Linked DNA regions of Mus musculus: region 2 is linked to region 1. A link is a contact called in public promoter capture Hi-C data. All regions are on one chromosome and are shown on one strand. Each heading gives the region's core, a stretch centred on a gene start, on an enhancer-like site or on the middle of the called end of the contact. The rest is flanking DNA. Distances are from core to core; before and after follow the strand shown. Region 1 holds the start of D930019O06Rik (a long non-coding RNA gene). Region 2 holds the start of Slc9a2 (solute carrier family 9 (sodium/hydrogen exchanger), member 2).

Evidence for each region. Promoter capture Hi-C pulls out the DNA fragments that hold promoters and counts their contacts.
Region 2: a contact with region 1 is called in a promoter capture Hi-C map of stem cell-derived epiblast-like cells, with 2.7 times the contacts expected there. The contact joins the promoter of Slc9a2 here to the promoter of D930019O06Rik in region 1. A contact is called at or near these places in 7 of 39 promoter capture datasets (the 3T3-L1 cell line, 3T3-L1-derived adipocytes, frontonasal cranial neural crest and 3 more) and 1 of 9 other capture datasets (embryonic stem cells).

What each region holds. Positions count from the first base shown.
Region 1 is chr1:39,650,061-39,654,413 of GRCm38.p6, forward strand. It overlaps D930019O06Rik (a long non-coding RNA gene), which reads left to right and starts at 1,408. Exons shown (of 2, transcript XR_001778897.2): 1 at 1,408-2,209. It overlaps Creg2 (cellular repressor of E1A-stimulated genes 2), which reads right to left and starts at 1,122. Exons shown (of 4, transcript NM_170597.4): 1 at 446-1,122. The coding sequence starts at 880.
Region 2 is chr1:40,680,433-40,684,521 of GRCm38.p6, forward strand. It overlaps Slc9a2 (solute carrier family 9 (sodium/hydrogen exchanger), member 2), which reads left to right and starts at 1,280. Exons shown (of 12, transcript NM_001033289.2): 1 at 1,280-1,733. The coding sequence starts at 1,442.

The DNA.
Region 1 (4,353 bases), core at 158-2,657:
AACCTGAGTTCCATTTTTTTTTAAAGTGTAAATGTCTACCGGAGTGTGGATGGCGTTCCTCTTCCACACCCACTTGGTGTGGGAGGCGGTGCCAGAGTCTGTCTGCAGGACTGTCGGAGCCTGCAGGGAGCTGGGAGCTGGATGCGCCTCATCTGTGATTCCAAAAGCGATCCTGCCTACGTTCCAGGTTTCCAGCTTGTCACTGTTTATCTGATCATCTCTTTGGCCATTTTAGTACACAGGGATTCAATCACTAACCACGAGACTGTTTCCCAGCTTCTCCTTCCTCCCCACTCACATGCACTTGGCCAGATGGACCGACCCATGCACACGCTGGTTCCGTTATTCACAGGGCATTCACAGCCTATGAACCTGTGAAACCGGAGTCGCCCTGCGTCCTGGAAGGGAGACGCGCACCGCCCCCGCGTCCCGACCTCTGGCTTACCTTTTCGTGGGTGGACACAGTGGCCAGACAGCCCCAGGAGCTAGCGTGGGCTAGGGAGCGGGCGGTGCCGGCATGCACCCTGGGGCCAGGGGATGCCTCAGATGAGCCGCTCTCCCGCCGGTAGGAGAACATGCCACGCGCGGCCGGTGCGGGCCTGGCGCGGGCGGAGCCCCGAGGTCGCAGGTGCGTGTCCTCCTTGTGCGCCGAGGCCGGAAAGCTCTGCTGCCAGATGCTACTCGAGTCCTCCAGCAGCGCGGGCAGCGCCTCCTCAGTGGATGCACTGTCCAGCTCCTCATCTACCTCGTTGGTGACAGCCCAGGACACGGAGCTCACGATCACGTAGCCGGCGGCTGGGGACAACAGGGCGCTGCAGCATAGCAACCAGGACAGGCGACTCCCTGGCCAAGCAGGACGCTCCCTGCCGGACAGCGACATCTTCTTGGAGGCGACGCGCCCTGTGGCGGGGACCACTGACCAAGCAGCGGCCAGCCAGGGGCGCCCCCCTGCGGCGGAGCGTGCGTCGGAACCCTTCTCCTCGTGATAGGATTCCCGGGTTGAGGGTCTCCAATCAGTCCGGGGGCCGGGGTTCCCTATTGCCTTACACTCCCGTAAGAAGCGAAGTCTGCTGCACGACCAGAGTCCCCTGCGTCCACCGCCGCTGCTGGGCGCAGAGTCCACGCGTGTCTTGGTTTTCCGCAGGATGGCAAGCGTTTTGCAGCCAGAGGGTGGGCGTTCACAGCTCAGGCTCAATGCACTCCTCCGCTCGTCAGCTGTGCGACTCTACCAAGCTGATTAACTTCTCTGAGCCAACAAGAAGGGCATCACCAGGCTCAGTTATTGCACCCCATCACCTCCGCAGAACCGGGAACCACAATACACCCACATCTTCCATCACTCACCCAGTCAGCAGTGTCCTGCGGTTAGCGACACAGACTAATAGAACTTTATTGTTGTTGGGTGTTTTGTTTTGTTTTTTGTTTTTTGTTTTTTTTTTTTGTTTTTTTGTTTTTGTTTTTGTTTTTTTTCGAGACGGGGTTTCTCTGTATATCCCTGGCTGTCCTGGAACTCACTCTGTAGACCAGGCTAGCCTCGAACTCAGAAATCTGCCTGCCTCTGCCTCCCAAATGCTGGGATTAAAGGCGTGTGCCACCTCTGCCCGGCTTAATAGCGTATTTTAAAAACCATCTTGTTCCAGTAAGAAGTTTAATAGATATCAAAATAACTTCAAAGTAATTATAATTTCTTACCTGTTCTTATGATATCCAGTCTTTGTCCCACCATGGAATATTTTCTATCGCTTATATTCCTAAAATGCAAGAGTCCTGCACTAACTGGTTCTATAAGAAAGTATCTTGAAATGGGATTTGAGTTTTTCCTACATGTCTTCACTGTGCCCTGCTGTGAAACTCCTGTGACTCTTCCTGGATGCCTGGATGTCAGCTGTGAACACAGCTGGTCTCTTTCTCTTTGCATGGGAACTTCTTGTCTCTCCCTGGATGCCCCTGGCTGCTCTTTCTCTCTCTCTCCCCTCCCCACCCCCCACCCCACAACCCCTTCTCTGCTCTCCGTCTGCTTTGAAACATTGATGGTGTCTTCAGTTTCTCCCCAAGACATCTTGTTTACTCTCATGGCTTCTGCTGTTATCGGCTGCTGCTCTCTCCCCAGCTTCACAGACCCTCTTATCCCCTGTTTAGGGGAAAGATGTGTTCCATGGTCTTGAGAGGCACAATGGGGAGTCATGGAAATACTACACACTGCAGCCAGGTATGATGGCACACACCTGTTATCTATCCTAGCACTCGACAGGTGGAGGCAGGAGATTCAGGAGTTCAAGGTCAGACTTAGCTAGGTAAGCAAATTTGAGACCAGCCTAGACTACATGAGACACCACCTCAAGATCCACCATAAAAACCAACAACTCCTCCTCCCTGAAATACAAATTAAAAATAATCCAGATCTTGTCCTATCATGTTCTGATTGTGGGATAGTGGCATGTCACTGTTGCCTCTACAAAATGGGGACGGTTACATCTCCCCCACCGGGGTTTGGGTGTCAAGCCTGACATCTCTAGTTTCAGGGGAGAGCTTATCCTCAGAGGAAAAAGACGATGAATGTTTCAACCTCAGGAAAGGAAAAGGGATTGAACTGATATGTCAGTGTGGGGAGAGGACCTGCAGATGGTAATCTCAGTTCCTCTGTGGCTCTCACGGCAGGATCAATCCACCTTCTCTTTCCTCATGCCTGAGTTGGCCAGCTATGGCAGAGGCATGTGCCTCCTCTGCTGGAATGAGTTCAGCTGTAGAACCTCAGAGGAGTCCCACAGATCTCTTTTATTTCTATGGGTATCGAGATGTTGTATTGTAAAAGCTAGAGAGGGTATATTTGTACAGATTCACACGTCACTCCCGTGGACCTGTTAGAGGTCAAGACGTGGACTTGAGTGTATTTAACTTTGCTAGTTAATTCTGTGTAAAAAGTTGTTATGGGATGTCAAACTGGCTTAAACGCCAATTATACTATCAGAGTGTAAGAGCTCCTATTTTCTTCATTCTTATCTATTTAGATTATTGTCAGATTAAGAGACGTTATTGGCTCTTACCCATGTCTGGGAGAAGGGCAATGATAGGTACTCATTGACTTATTTGCTTTAACTTGATCACCAGTTGTATTAGCTGCCTTTTCTTCACTATGACCAAATTACCCAACACAGCAATGAAAGGAGGAAAGGTTTATTTTGGCTCCAGAATTAGTAGGATTTGGCCCATCATGGCAGGAAGGGCACAAGGCACAGAGAGGTTCATGTCGTGGCACATCAGGAAGCAGAGAGAGGGGAATTCTAGTGTTACCCTTTCCCCCATTTATTCCCTCAGACACACGCAGAGCTGTGCCTCGCCATCTTCTAGATGATTCTGCATCCAGTCAGATTGACAATTAAGGCCACATCACTGGAACAGGTTGTTTTCTGTTTAAGGATGTTGGCTCCTCACCCCACCACGGTGAGAGGCACAGCATCAAAGCTCTCCTCTTCACCATGGGTAAGAGGTCAGCTCAATACTATGCACCTTGCTGCGCATGCATCTGTAGAACATTGGTGTCCTGCCATCCTCCAAACATCAGCTTCCTGTTTCCTTAGCTCAGCCTCTGACAGGCATCACATTGCCTTCTGTTTTGATGAATTTGACCATTTTCATGCCTCAGACAAATTCAATCCTGCAGAGGACTGGCTAATTTCCTTCTTTCAAGGTTCACCCATGTTGTGGCATCTGACAGGGTTTTCTTCTTTTAAGAATAATATTCCACATTATTTGTGTGCTGATTTCTATCATTTGTCTATCAGTGAACATTTCAGCTGTTTCCACTTGGTGGCTATTATGAGGTATGCTATCATTAACTCAGGGGTCTAGATATATGGTGGAGGTGTTAAAGTGAAAATTCTGTTTGTTTGTTTGTTTGTTTGTTTGTTTGTTTGTTTTTTTGAGACTCAGTTAGGTTATAATGATGCTTTGCTGGGCAAATAGGTGAAAGAATGTTTTGCTAAAACAGACCCAAGAAAGAATGTTTTGCTGAAGGAGACACAGGTGAAAGGATTTTTTGCTATAGCAAACACGTAAAAGGATGTGTACTGCTTAGAAGGAATATACAAATGACCCTACAGTCAGTGGGAGCTCTAGTATTGGTTCACTTTGCTCTGCCTCTCTAGTCTTTACTGGCAATACACATGTATTGGTTCACCTTACATTGCATTGCTGAGTTCAACTTGTGGTGGCTTCATAGAGAGAAACTCGCCAAAGAACTTCTTGTGAGGTTCCTGTGGCTTCTTGCTGCTTTTGTGGACTCAGGCTGATTGGTGAGCCTAGAGGTTTCTTTTGGGTTGAACCACAGCTGCTGATTCATGTGTGGTATTGTTG
Region 2 (4,089 bases), core at 30-2,529, 1.0 Mb after region 1:
GGGCTAGAATGGTCCCTGCCTTTCCCAGACTCAAAGGTTCCTTGCTTGCCTCTATTCAGATGGCCTCCGACGACTGACATCTCACAGATTCTGTTAGACCTTTCTGTGTCAGACTGAGGGGTGTATAAACAAGAGCCGGAACCCTGTGGGAAAGATAAGAATTTTTATTTTATACGTTTAGGGGAAACCGTGTGGGTTAACTGGGAGGCAGATGGTTTGGTTTCGGTTCCTTTCAGTTTCTCACCGTGAGGACACCGGGACAGTGGGATCGCAGGCAGGGCACCTGGCAATGCCCCTGCGGAAGGTCGGGCTCGGGAGAAGGGCCAGTTGGCGCTGGGAGAATCCCGCTTTTCCAAACCGCAGTCCATCCTGTAATTAGCCGAACAAGTCCGTCTAAGCTAGGCAAATCACTGGTTTTCCACGAAATAGTTATGTTTCTGATGCCCTCAGACAGATTCACCTCGAAGCCTAAAAACAGAGACTTTTTCGTCCCCAAAGCTGGGGGAGGGAAGAAAAGTGGAGTGCACACTGTTACAAGGAGTGGAAAAGCGGAAAGACAAGGGTTCTGGGAGAGCGTGGGAGCGCTGAGTTCTCAACCGGGAGTTTCGGTGCGCAGAGAACAGGCTGTGTTCAAGGTGCTTTGCTCTTCCTTCTCATCTTTCCGAGGCCCCGAGAGGCTCCCCTCGGTGAGTCGGTCTCTGCAGACCCAGCAGTGGCGAAGGCTCCCCAGTTCCTCCGCGCCCGGCGTCGCCTCCCTGCCTGAGCCCGCGGCGCCTCCTCGCGTGCCAGCGCCCCGGGGTGTCTCCTTGCAGGAGCCTGCGGGGGGAGGGGGCAGGGCGCGACGCGTGGGTCGCGTCGGTCCCAGCCCTGATGGACGGCCGACGCTGCCTCCGGGGCGGGGACAGCTCAGGCCACCGTGCGCACCGAGCACCTAGTGCACCCACAGCTCCCGGGCTCCCAAGAACAGCGGCTCTTGGTCCGCGGGCGGGCTAGAGAGCGGCGCGACCTTCGCCCCCGCGTCGACTGTGGGTTGCGGCAGGTGCGCGTCGCACCGGGTCTCCGCGTCCTCCCGCCCCGCCACCGGGGCGCCGCGCCCGCCCCGCCCCGCCCCCGTCCCCGTCCCCGCCCGCCCTCGGGCCGCCCCGGGCAGGGCCTGTAGCTGCCAGGCATGGGAGGGCGGCCGGCGGCGGAGGGCGGCTGAGCAAGGCTGAGCGCGGCCGAGGGACCGCGCAGTGGCCTCCTGTCGCTGCGCGCTCCCCTCCGGGCCCTGCGAGGTTCACACCCACCGAACTGGTTGGCGACAGGGCCCCGACCCCGTGGAGGCGGTGGTGTGGTACTCTCGCAGTCCCGTTGAGTTAGTAGTGCTGTCCCTCCCGCGATGCTCTGAGGGAACCCAGATCCTACACCAGCGTCCTCTGCTGCGCTCATAGCTGCCGACCCCATGGGCCCCCGGGGCACCGCGCACAGCGTGCGGGCGCCACTGTCTTGGCTGCTGCTGCTGCTGCTGTCTCTGCAGGTGGCAGTGCCGGCGGGCGCGCTGGCCGAGACCCTGCTGGACGCACCCAGGGCCAGGGGTGCCAGCTCCAACCCGCCAAGTCCTGCCAGTGTGGTGGCCCCGGGAACGACGCCGTTCGAGGAAAGTCGGTTGCCCGTGTTCACCCTGGATTACCCCCACGTGCAAATCCCTTTCGAGATCACTTTGTGGATCCTACTGGCCTCCTTGGCCAAGATTGGTAAGGAACTGTACCCGTGGGTGGGGGCGGGGACGATCAGACTGGGGATCCTGGTGGGTGACTCGCCAAGTAGGCAAGTAGTTGGTCTCAGATAGTGGCCAGCTCCTCCTGCACCAAGGCAGCCTTGGACGGACAGATTAGCTCCTGTGGTTGAAAGATCTCCTGTTCTTAATCCGACGCTGGCCTTGGAAAGCCGGGAAAGACTGGCCCATAGCATAGAGACCCACTGTGAACTTCTGCTTTGAGCGTCAAGTTTGACAGGTCTGTGCCAAAGTTGAGGGAGACTTGCTTGCTAACTGAGGCAGGGCTTAGCTAGATTGTATATCATCTACAAGTAGAGAGGAGAGTGGAAGTGGGCAAGATCTTGGATGGGAGAGGGTGCGTTGGCAGAACACAGACCCTCCTCATGTCCCTGTCTGATGAGGTGCTTAAATTGGGACTGTGGACACCTAAATGCTTGCCACTACAACACCAGTGCCCTGTTCTTTCTCTCTGGGCTCTCTGGGCTCCTTCCTCTCTAGAAAGCCTTTTCTTCTTTAGAGGTAACTGGAGCCAGGGAGACCAGCTATTAACAAATAATTAACCCATCCCCAAGCTCAGCCCGTTTTCTCATCTGTTAACCTGATCACTCCATCATAACGCCCGCTCACCATTTTACTCTGTATGCAGTATTAAAGCACATTCGCTATCGCTGTACTGTTCAAAATGTATGAGGTCAGAAGAACGCGGTGTTTTCTATGCTTTTGCATTCACCTTGTGGGATGCAGCTTTCCATACATCTCAGCCTTTCTTAGGGAACCTTTCTGATGATCAGGGTGAGGCATCGATGGTTACAACACAGGAAATACTCCTCGGCAAACACAATATGGCTGGGGATAGATGCAGGGGTCACATCCTGGCCTGACTTATACAGACTGTTTTCAAGGATGACTAAAGTCTGGTCAGTGTGAGCTGTTCACCGGAAACAGCATTCTAGAGAGAAACAAAAAGTGTGACTGGAAAGGGGTGGGTCTAAGCAGGTGGCAGGGATGGTTTGTAAGAGTGTAGAACTTGCAAGCTAAGCCTGGCATTGACTTCCGAGGTTAGATTAAATCTATTAGCCTGTGATGGTGGTAAGCAAAGGTGTCCTACACTACATAATGACTCTGCAGTCTGGAATTGCTGGCTCTGGCATGACCAACTAGCTGCGCGTGCTTTAATTCCATCTGAGCAATGGTATAAGAGACATGGACTTCCCTATCAAGCAAACAGCCACATAAGCTCATGGTCTCTAATAATAGCCCGAGATGCTCTCTCTTTACATCATCCCCCACAGCATCCCTGCCCTGTAGGGATGTGCAGCTGTGAATACTCTCACCTCAGAGAGGTGGAAACCAAAACTGGAAAGTCCATACTATGACCCACAAAGTCGGACCCACCAAATGCACACAGGTAGCTTGCCTCTGGTTCCCTGCCTGTGCCTGAGTCGGAGCCCAGGAGGGCTGCATTTGTGACCTTTCCCATTACTGCTTTTCTGCTCTGACACCCTCTTCTGTTCTTTACCCCTGATTATTTTAATCAGATTAATTACACTAATAACAGCCGCTAGTGGGCACTTAAGTTCATTATCCCTCATTTTCACAGCCTTCATCCTGGGTAGATATGATGGCCCTGTTTTGGGGAGGAGGAAGCTGAGACATGAGGTAGCTTTGCTGGTGGGTGGAGAGACCCAGTTCTAGGCCGAGGAAGGCCTGATGCCTCATCTTTGGTCCTCTCTGAAAGAGTATTCTGGAATAAGGATTAGAGGAGAGTGGGTTTGTCCATTAATCCTGGTTGTCAAGGCAGGCGTGCTGCTGGTGACAATGGCCACGGTGCTCCAGAGAGCCACAGTGCTAGGTGGCCCTTTTTTTTTTTTTTTTTTTTTTTTTTTTGCTGTCTCTGTGCTTCTTGCCTTCTGTTTATTCCTGAGCTCTTGTTCTCTTGGGCTGCCTTTGGGAGTCCTCTCAACCCAGCTGTGGTATTCCAGTCATCTTAATGGACATCGTCATCCTAACCGTGTGGAACTTGGTTAAATGTGTCCATGCTTATGTGAGTCAAAGTTTGCACACAGGCACCTTCACGTCTCTGTTAACCATGGTCTTAGCCCTCTTCTGTTTCACAGGCCACTATGCCCTCACAACGCCAGATTTGACCAAAGTTATAATACCTTGCACATGTATCCTCCCAGTCCATTGGCTTTCCTTGGATTCTGTACTTCTCAGGCCACTGGGGCAGGGCAGAGATGACAGCACTCCATTCTTGTCTCTTTTTCAGAGAGGTTCAAGTCCACAGGTGTTGGCTCCCCGATGTAAAGGGAAAGAAATAGATGTTAGAACAG